Linked DNA regions of Mus musculus: regions 2 and 3 are each linked to region 1. The links are chromatin contacts, called in public Hi-C and HiChIP or PLAC-seq maps. All regions are on one chromosome and are shown on one strand. The core of a region is the stretch at or near the end of the contact, and the rest is flanking DNA. Distances in the headings are between cores, read along the strand shown. Region 1 holds the start of Tnr (tenascin R). Region 2 has its middle 73 kb from the start of Mir1843b. Region 3 overlaps Tnr (tenascin R).

Region 1 (3,422 bases), core at 505-3,004:
CAATGATTTTAGAGTCAAACACACATGCTTTTGATTTGAGCACAAGAGATCATTAGAAAGCTAGTTAATTTGTGTGACCCAGCCTCCTCATTTGTAAATAGTAGGTAATATTTACCCTGGAAGGTTCACAACCCTCTCTCTTCATCCCCTTGAGTTTGCCATGCCTTCAGCTTCAGTTTCTCATTGGCCCTTTGCTAAAATAACCCTCATGCTTCCAGTCTCATCCTAGATACTGTGCTCTGTGGAAGCCTGCAGCCCTCTGGTCAAGTTAGTTTTCTTGCCCGTGTTCTCATTTATTACATTGCCTCTGCCCGTGTCTTGGCATCAGCCTCTGAACTGTCTGGTCTCTGCCCTTTCTTTCCACTTTGAGAAACTGCAAATTCCATAAAAATGGGAACTGTGATTTGCAAAACATCAAATCCCATCTTTGCTCTTCCTCATTCCTTTTAATCCAAAGATTTCTTAAAGCAAGTTATATTAGGTAAGGAATTCATGACTGAAGTTCTGAAGAAAATGCCCACATCTTACTTGATTCTCATTAGCTGGCATTGCAGGAGTTCAGCTCACCAAATTGCTGGCTCCATCCTAGTACTGTATTAGGCTCCAGGCAGTGATCTGCTTTAGGTGTAGAAATTAAATAATGTGTCCTGTGAATTGTTACTAATACCCAGTACTTTCCAATTTCATGAGATTCACAACTGGTTTTTGTATCTGTGAAACTGCCCAAATCACTAAGAGAATGTATTTTCTTAGCAGATTTTCAAAAGTAATAGCAATCCCCACAGTTCATTTGGCACATATAGTTCTAAATATTTTATTAAAAACTCAGCCACATGCAAATTCATTGGAACAACCTAGGCACTTTATTTAGAATACCAACAATGATCACTTGTAGGTATTATCTCATGTTTACTTTAAATGTTGTGACTTCTAAAGTGACATAGCACTAGCTTTGTTATCTTGGACAAGAAATTTTATCCCTTTCTGCCTCAGTCCTTCAGTCTAAAAGATGCAATTGGAGCATTTGCACTGTAGGATTAATGTATGCGTTAAATGAGATGTTACCTGTAAGGATTAGTAGCAATGCTTAGCACTTGGTACAAATGCTGTATAAAGTTAGCTATTATTATATGTCAAGGGTGAATCAGATGTAAGCAAAGCTTTTGGATGAGACTGGAGTTAAATTTCCTGTCAGCTGTATGTTACTCTGTTCCTTCAGCATTCCTATTCAGTAGGGAGGGGGCAGCACTATCCACATTTTACAAACAGTGGAATTGAGCCACAGAGAAGCAAAATGTATAGTGCACGAGTGGCAGCCGAAAACTAAGACTGACTTTGTAGACATAAGTTCCAAAGCACTTTCCAGGTGGCTGAGTTACTGGGCAGTTAATGAGTGTAAGCTTGCCTTTCCAAGTCTGAGCAGAGACCTCCTTTGCCCCTTTTCTGCCAAACATTTATCCTAAAGGCATACCCCTCCCCAATACCATATCAGGTTTTCCTACTGCAACTACAGGAAAAGGATCAGCAAAAGGCCCTTTGTCTTCCTACAGGCTCACCAGAGGGAAGTCTTTGACTCCATCAGGACTGGGACTGTTTGACTCTTTAGAAAAGCAGTCTCCAAGAGTTTGTGGGTGCAGGGAGCCTGAACTCAGACTGTTCAAGAGGACCAAAGACGCGTTGCTTTTCTGTCCACTAGGGGGCTACTTGTAGAAGGCTGGGAAAAAAACAGCTTAAAAATATGCTGCTGAAATTTCAGTAAGAGGGGAAAAGAGAGAGCTTGTGAGAGACAGCAGAGCGGTCCCAGGCTTCCTCATCTCGTTCACGTCAGAGGCAGGAACCGACTGTGCTAAGGCTGTTGGCTCAACACGCAGAGACAGAGCTGGGGCAGCCTCAGAGACAGGGAAAGAAGAGGTCCTCCCTGACCCAAGAAATTACCACGAGTGGAGTAAAGCCATCTGACTTTTTGGTCTTATTTTGGTTGCTTCTTCTCTCCTTCTACTGGTAGACCTACCAGCTGCTGTTTCGTTTCTTTCGTGAAGCCTTCTCTCTGCCTCTCAGAAAAAAAGAGGAAGGCAAGAGAGGGAGAGAGGTGGGCGCTCTAGGTGAGCGCATCAGCTGGCTCCAGCCCGAACGTACAAGAATTCTCTGCTTTGGAAGCTGCTCTAGCTCTCTGCTCTCCGGCTACCCACCCCCCAACCTGGGTAAGTCCGGAGTACTGCGCTCCTCTGTTTCCTTGCTAGCGAGATTTCAGCACCACGGAGAGCGATTAGATGCATGTTTGTTCTTCAAGCCATTTGGCTGTAAGGTTACATCTCTTTCGGCTGCCGATAAAGCGGGGTTCTGCGTAGGGAGAAAAGAAAGGAGAAAGGCGCAAAACTGTGTGTCTACCGAATTAGAGGGGGATATGGACCTTGGCCTTGGGAGTGAGCCTGAGCAAATGTATGTGTGTGCACTGTTGCATAAGACAGGTGAGGTCGGAGCTAGCAGGCTTGTAATTGTGCTAGTCTCCCGTGTGAGGCTGTCCTTTTTATATGTAGCTGGGAGGGAGGGTTTGGGGAAAAGAGTCCTGGGTTTTCCTAAATTAACTCTTTCATACCCAGCCATAGGTGGTGGGAAAGTGTTACAGGAAAAGCCTGGGGGACAGGAGTGGAGGTAGAGTTAAAAGTTGTGCTTCCAGGAGGGAGCTTGGAGAAGCAATATTTTAAAATGTCATTCCCCCCACCCCCACCCCCCAGGATTACCTGGATTCTTGATGTAGTGACAGCCTAACCTGACCTTTTGCTTCCTTTCCTGGTGTCAGTTCCTGGTGGGCAGATGCAACAGGTTAGCCCCAGGCTGGGGGTAAATTTGGGGCTGAGGTCTCTAATTTCACACTTCAAGGAAAATACTCAGCCTGGCAGGGGCTGACTGACTCGAATTATACTATATTTGTAAGCAGGCAGGGAAGACCATCCACTTCTCTCTTACCCTTGGTTGGAGAGAGGAAAAAAGTCCACTCTCCCCTGTTTCCTGGGGGCATTTGTCAGTGACAAGCAGCCCAGAGGAAAGGGTTTGTCTTCACTTGTCTATGGAGTCAGGGGAAAACCTAGACTGGCCCAAGCCTGAAAGTGTCTTCTCCAGCTCCCACCCAGGGCCTCCAGGGCCTCACAGATGGTAGACTGGCATTACTACATTCTACTGCTTTTTCATGGTCTCTCTCTCCCTTTCTCTGTGTCTCTCTCTGCCTCTCTGTCTTCCTGTCTATTCTCCTCCCTCTCCTCCCTCCCCCATCTTCCTCTCTCTCAATACTTTCAATAAGTTACTTCTACCTATCTTGCTTTTTTCCTTAGAGACTCTATCTGCCTGCCCTCATGTCCCTGAGTTCTATTCAATCCTACTACATGAAGCTCCTCAACAAGTGGCCTTGGGGGCTTCCTTCAGTT
Region 2 (3,422 bases), core at 333-2,832, 110 kb before region 1:
TTTGGAAGAAGCCCCACTGATTTACTCCCCTGAAAAGCTGGTAGCCTTGCTCTCAGTCTGCCTGGATACCTGGCCCTCTCCCTCTAGAGTTTGCTATTGTGGCCTCTTGCCGATGCCGTCCTGGACACCCCAGAGCATGTGACATGTTCCCCAGCTTGATTTCAGAGTCAAGCTTGAGCAGACAGATGTCTAGGCCATACAGGCAGGCTGGCTCCTGCTCCTTGCTGGAATGGGCTTAGACTGAGGGTATGAAGCAGGCTTTCCTCTCAAGGCCAGTCCCATAGAGTGCAGGCTGGGGCACCAGAAACATAAGCTTCCTCAGTATTTACAGCCTTCTCACTTCTACTAACTAGCTCACGGAATTTCTTCTAGAATTTCCTCAGAACTCTGAAGCAGACCATGCTACTATGAATTCATATATCCCTAGCTCACCTATCTCAGGTCTCATGTATCCCAAGACTGTCTCAAACTCACTTGGGTAGCCAAACAAGCCTTGAATTCCCGATCTTCCCGCCTCTACTTCCTGAGTGCTGAGATCATACACGTAGACACATAGACTATTATGCAACATAAATAAGTAAATAAACTTAGAAATAAAGTAAGTAAATAAACCTAAAAATAAGAATGTTAGAATACATATTAAACACACCTACATTTTTGGAGTAGGGCTCACTCTTTAGGTTCTGTGTTGTAAGTGCTGTTTATATTACCTGACATAATCTTGTGCCTGCTTTGTCTCACTTCTCAGGTGATGACAACGAGGCCCAGAGTTAAGAGCTTCCCTGCAACTTACAGAAGGCACATCCAGACCCAGGTCTGTTGCAGCTTCTACATCTCGGCTCTCCATTATTTAGCACCATGCACAAAGCTCTTGGTCTAATCTCCAGCACCACATAAACCCGAATGGCAATCCATGACTGTCACCCCAGCACTCACGTGGTATAGGCAGGAAGATCAGGAACTCAGGGCTAGCCTTGGCTACCTACCAAGCAAATTTGAGAAAATCTTAGGACGTATGAAACCTTGGAGAGAGTGGAAGTAACAAGGAAACTTCTACTGAGGAACAGGAGCTAGTGAATGCCTACATAGCCCAGCCATCCAGTCTGAGGTTTGAGTCCTTTGTCCACTCATGCACAGTAGGGCAAAGCTTAGTCCCACCATCTACCTTGATAGATGGCCCCATGCTGTCCATGGTGAAGCAGGCATAGTGGTACTTCCAGTTTGGGGCATCCTTTCTGTCTACTGTAAAAATTCCATTGTTGGGTTAGCTGCTTGTATTTCGTTCCCAACATGGCATTCTCCAGCCTAGAACCTCGTCAGTTAGAGGGGTGGGGCTTGCCATCTGGGTCTTCCACCATGGGCCTGGGGCCATTAAAACTCTCTTCTCTTGTTCTTTGACTCTGGCAGGTGACTCCTGACACAGCTGGGAGAGTGAGCCATTTCTTCCGCCCAGACAGCCGGCTTTGGAAATTATTCAGGAATAACAACCGGGCCAGAAACATTTGCATAAGGAATCACACAGAACAATACATGTTATTTAAACCATCTTTGGTTGGCAACAGAAGCAAAAAGCAGCTGAGATGAATCTGCATTGCAGATCAGCCTTCTGGAGCAAGCAGGCTGGTGTAGGGGTGGGGCACTGCTTGAGGCAGGGAGAGAAGAAAGCATCCTTGTCCAGGTGCCCCTTCCCAAGCGGGGTCTCCTTGCTGGCCTTTCTATGGCTCTTGTGCATTTTTCTCCTTCCCTCCCTTCTTCCGAGATTAATGGAAACAATTTATCTTCTAATGTGACTACAGCTTATGAATTCTTTGTCTCACTCTAATCCTTTAAATTATACACATAATAAAATATGTATCCAGCGATTTTAGGTCATAATTTGATATTCTAGGGGAAGTGGGGAGGGGAGGGAACTGAAGCCAGGCATTCTCAGGGTTTGTTCCTCTCCATTTGTCTTTATTTGCTGTCTTAACCATCTCCCCCTTTCCTCCTCTCTGCTCCTGTGCACATCATATTTCCACAGTGGGCCTGGGCCCTGGGCATGGGGAGGGGCACTGCTGGAGCCTGGGCTGAGGAGTTAGTTGTACTTGAGGTCTGTGAGGGGAGGCCACAGCCATTCTCTCACCTGCTCTGGCATCTCTTCAAGAGCAGCAGTTGGGTTTCATTTTTGCAGGGCAACCAGACTGAAGATTGCCTCTAATTACCAAAGGTCTCAAGGGGTCTTTAAACACCCAGATCTCCAAGTCATAGGCAGAATAAGGAGGTACAACTCAGTGTTGACTAGTGAAGGTTCACACTCATATCATAAAATCAAAGGACAATTCTCTTCAAATGACACTCCCTTACTCAAGTATCACTACTACTCCAAGATATAGATGCTGTCTGCTCTCAAAGTCATGGAAGGCTGGACTCCCTGCTGCCTGACTTCCCTTAACTGTACCTGCTTGGAGGGTGAAACTTTTTTTTTTCCCTTTCTCTCTTCTTTGTTCCTATTAGAACTTTTAAGGTGCTGGATAAATGTTACACCACAGAGCCATATCCCTAACTCTTGTTAGTTTCCTTTTTATTTTAAAAATGTAGCCCACTAAGTTACCCAGGTAGGCCTTGGGCTTGTGATCCTCCTGCCTCAGCCTCTTGAAAAGCTTAGATAAGAGTCCGTGCCCCAAGCTTGGATGGGAAGGTTTTCTATAATTTGCACTGGTCCTGTTGGGGCTGAAGAGATGTCGCAGCAGTTGAGTACACTAGCTACTCTTTCACAGGACATAGGTTCAGTTCTTAGGCTGTCAGCATCCACACGGTGACTGATAACCATCTATAACCCCAGTTCTAGGGGATTCGGTGCCCTCTTAGCATGTCAACAGGCAGCAGGCACATATATGATACACATGTATACATAAAAGCAAACATTCATCCACATAAAAATTTAAAAATGAATGAATGAATAAAATCTTAAAAAAGCAAAGAGCTTGGCTTTGGCCTTGTCAATATTTTGGTGACATGTATTCTGGCTTCCAAATTACCCTTGTCCATCCTCTAGTGACATGGGGCATCCTAGGACAACAATTTTTCAGAACTCATCCTCAGGTCTCATGCTAAGGGTGAGACACACACACACACACACACACACACACACACACACACATACACACGCACACATACACACACACACTCCATTGCCAAGTAGGCAAAGGCCAGGAAGGCTTCCCAAGACAGTTCACTCCCTACCCTCGCCCCAAGGCAAAGCATCTTCCTCGGTCTCCCATAGGGATTCTTCCTAACTCTTGTCTACACTCTACCACATGTCTACACTCCACCATCTGTGTAAACCCTGCAGTGACAGAGGGGCTGGAGGATCCTGTCAAGTGGCAGACCTATTTGGAAAGGAGGCAGTGAAGCTGGATGTTCTCATAGTCAGAAGGGAGTGG
Region 3 (3,422 bases), core at 421-2,920, 79 kb after region 1:
ACCATGACCAAGAAACACTTCTAAAGGAAAACATTTAATTGGGGCTGGCTTACAGTTTCAGAGGTTCAGTCCATTATCATCATGGTGGGAAGCATGGCAACATGCAGGCAGACATGGTTCTGGAGGAGCTGAGAGTTCTACATCTTGATTAGAAAGCATAATTTGCCTCTTCCACTTTCTACTCTCAAGCAGTTGAGGAGGAGATTCAATTCTGCAGGCATCCAGGAGGAGGATGAGAGGAGGATGCACTGATGGGAGCCTGAGCAAAGAACCTCAAAGCCCACTCCCACAGTGACACACTTCATCCAACAAGGCCACACCTATTAATAGCGCCACTTCTAATGTGCCAAGCACAATAGGTAATATCACTCATACAGATTTCTTTGGTACATGGTATGTAGGATGCACCCAACCCACATCCCTACAGGGGAGTATTCAGAATCTGCTCCTATTAAAGCTGGTTGAAATCCATTGATTATCCCAGAGCTTCTCAGATGGGAAGAAAGGGACTAGATACCACTGGGAGATCCCATTATGCATGCAAATTCAGATCCAATAGGTCTAGAGTTAGGATGAAGAGTCTCCACCTCCTCCTACCCTTCCTTCTCCTGTTTGTCCCATTTCTCTTCCTTCTTTTCTTTTTCTTCCCTTTCTTCCTATTCCTCTTCCTCCTTTCCCATCATCCTTCATTTTCTTCTGTTTCCTTGAGACAGAATCTCATTATATAGCCCTGGGTGGAGCCTGAGTCTCCCTGCTTAGTCTGACCTTGAACACATGATCAGTGCTCTGACCTCAGCCTCTTGAAAGCTTGGCTTACATACAGGAGCCACCATTCACAGCTTGAGCTTCTACATTTCTAACAAAGTCTACCGGTGCCAATGCTGCTAATCCCTTGGCCATACTTTAAAAGTGTGTTTATGAGGAAGTTTCTGGAATATTTTTACACAAAAGGGAAGACCCACCTTGAGTCTAACCATCCTGCTCATTCTGGTCTTGGGCTGAGAACGAAGAAAAAAGCAAATAGAACAACAGCACTTATTTCTGTCTTTGTGACCAGAAACCTCAGATGCCCAATATTGTGCATTTCCTTGCCTGATGGACTGCACCCTCAAACTGAGCCTAATTCAGTGGTTCTCAACCTTTGTAATGCTACAACCCTTTAATATAGTTCCTCCTGTTGTGGTGACCCCCAACCACAAAGTTATTGTCTTTAATATTTCATAACTGTAATTTTGCTACTCTTATGAATCATAATGTAAATAGCTGTGTTTTCTGATGGATGGTCTTACACAATTCTTAGAATAAAGTCATTGGATCGCCAAAGAGGTCATTACCCTCAAGTTGAACTGCTGTTCACTCTTGTGTTTTCATGTTGCTTTTGGCAAATATTTTGTTACTGCTATTGGAAACAAAGCCATCCTTGGGACCTGTGTGCCTAACTCAGGACACATAGACAGACATCTAAGTCATGGGACCTTCAAACCTGGGAAGGCTGGCTGCCAAGAAGAAAAACAAGTCAAAGAAGTTAACTGTTCATCAGATAGCTACTGAAGCTTAGAAGTGACCTCTCAGGCCAGCCAAACTTCTTCCCCAGGGCAGGAGTAGCCATGTCTTTGTCCTCCATCAAAGAAGGTCCAGCCTCTGCTCACAAGACACCCACAAGAACCCACTCTCTTCTCCATACTCAGATGGCAGAGCATCCTGAAGCACAGGTGAAATATATACTTCCTGGGTCCAGAGGACAGGCCAATGATTCCTTGCAACACTACTAAGTTTGACATCATTGTGACAGAAAGAACACACCCACTCCTGCCTTACATACCAGTTTTCATGAGATTCAAATCCATCCATCCATCACACACTGTTAGCCATCTGTCAGATGCTCATACCAAGTCTGACTCTGAACAGGTACAAAAGAAGGACTTAGCCTGTCTGATTCCTTTCTGGAAGATAAGAAGACAAGTCTAGAAGACAGGGCAGTAAATTATCAGGATCTATATCATGGTCTGGAGATACTCAGAGCAATGGGCATCCGCCAGGCTTAATGAAAGAGATGAGTCATTGTAGTGTCTGGGGGTAAGAAGGCTATGTCAAAGCAGGTGGCAATCAAAAGAGATCATCACATCACAGAAAGAAATAAGATACATAGGAAATAAGACACACTCTGACAGAGCTATGTGGTAAGCTATGTGGTACCTATCATGATTTATTGCCTTGGTTAGTCTTGCCCAAACCTGGATATCTGACACTATCCTAAATATTCAAGACCCGAATATGCATCCTCTCCTTGCTCATCTGTGGTTTCTGATTGTAATCTCTATGCTCTAACACTGATTTGTTCCTTAAAACATAGGAACAGGCATATTCCTCTAAACACTCACCTTCGGGTTAAGTGGTATTGGGTCTGGGAATGAAAATTGTAATTTCCCCTTGCAGATTGCGGATAGATTAACTTTGCATGCTCCTAAGTTTATGAACATTGAATTTATCATCCTCTCCTGGCCAGAGAATGGCAATAGAGGACATTGCACCTGCTCTGAGAGGATGCTCAGCTGAGATGCCTAGAACCAGATGGTAGGAAGAGGTACAAAGAAGTGAGAATGGAATCCAAAGTCCGAAAAAATGATTGGAATAAGTCAGGGAGTGAGGAAAATAGGAGAGAGAGGAAGGATAGATACAGTAAATATAGAAGAGAAGAGAAAGATCAAAGTCAGGAGAGAAGGTTCTTGAAGGGAGAGAGACATGTATGCAAGATCATGGATGCAGTCTTAATCTCTTTAAAGTTTCCCTCATTGATTGGGGACTTGTATCCCAATCCTTTGCTAAGGGAAAGCATTTACTTTACTTCCACTGTGCTGTTAAAGGTTATAGGGCTGTCCTTGGGTGGAGTTGGAGGCGCAGTGCAAGACCAGGTGAGGAGGAATTCTAGAAACCTCCCTCAGTAGAGTCGTCCTCGAATGTCCTTGGAATAAAGTGTCACTTGGGTGCCCCACCCCAGCTTTGACTTCCTGTCTCACTATTTATCACACCACTATAAAGCCACTGAAAGCAACCTTTTACTTTGCCATTCCTCAAAGCCCAAGGATCAGGGATTCAGCTAGGGCCAGTGAAACGGCTCGCTATCTCTTACTCCTCAAGTCAGTTGAGGCCAGTGTGGTCCAGATTTACTTTTCATGATTGCAAATTTAGCACCTCTGTGCAGGTGGTTCCTTCCACAATGGCTCTGAAACCTCTACTCTTGATATTGGTTGAGATTCTTGGGACTCTGTGAAGCTGGTGGAGAGCAGGGGCTCTGTGAAGAATGCTGGTGACAGTGGGATAAACAAATTGCTGGAGACACTGCCACAGAAAATGCTCTCAGACATCCTAACTTTCTGGACTAAGTGCTGTGGTGACAAGCTAGTACGAACAACATAATATAT

The links. Hi-C and Micro-C count contacts between places; a contact is called where the count stands out from the background. HiChIP or PLAC-seq counts read pairs in DNA pulled down with a chosen protein or histone mark.
Region 2: an H3K27ac HiChIP or PLAC-seq map of stem cell-derived neural progenitor cells shows a contact between it and region 1, with 2.6 times the contacts expected there. The contact joins the enhancer-like site here to the promoter of Tnr in region 1. A contact is called at or near these places in 1 of 39 promoter capture datasets (hippocampal neurons), 10 of 484 Hi-C or Micro-C datasets (the AML12 cell line, cerebellum, cerebral cortex and 3 more) and 4 of 115 datasets of contacts at active chromatin or transcription factors (embryonic stem cells, forebrain, oligodendrocyte precursor cells and 1 more).
Region 3: a Hi-C map of the N1E-115 cell line shows a contact between it and region 1, with 5 times the contacts expected there. The contact joins the enhancer-like site here to the promoter of Tnr in region 1. A contact is called at or near these places in 7 of 39 promoter capture datasets (the 3T3-L1 cell line, 3T3-L1-derived adipocytes, hippocampal neurons and 3 more), 10 of 484 Hi-C or Micro-C datasets (3T3-L1-derived adipocytes, the AML12 cell line, the N1E-115 cell line and 5 more) and 1 of 115 datasets of contacts at active chromatin or transcription factors (astrocytes).

Annotation. Positions count from the first base shown.
Region 1 is chr1:159,522,015-159,525,436 of GRCm38.p6, forward strand. Tnr (tenascin R) reads left to right here and starts at 1,755. Exons shown (of 23, transcript NM_022312.3): 1 at 1,755-2,201.
Region 2 is chr1:159,412,064-159,415,485 of GRCm38.p6, forward strand. No RefSeq gene overlaps it. Among named protein-coding and RNA genes, the nearest start is that of Mir1843b, 73 kb to the left of the region's middle. Within about 2 kb of position 1,583, at least 41 of the 459 cell types and tissues checked have an H3K27ac peak or open chromatin away from gene starts, as enhancers often do. A contact at or near this core is called in cerebral cortex, cortical neurons, forebrain and 3 more, where this site is marked.
Region 3 is chr1:159,601,266-159,604,687 of GRCm38.p6, forward strand. The region is part of intron 1 of Tnr (tenascin R); the gene reads left to right. Among named protein-coding and RNA genes, the nearest start is that of Tnr, 79 kb to the left of the region's middle. Within about 2 kb of position 1,671, at least 1 of the 459 cell types and tissues checked has an H3K27ac peak or open chromatin away from gene starts, as enhancers often do. A contact at or near this core is called in the N1E-115 cell line, where this site is marked.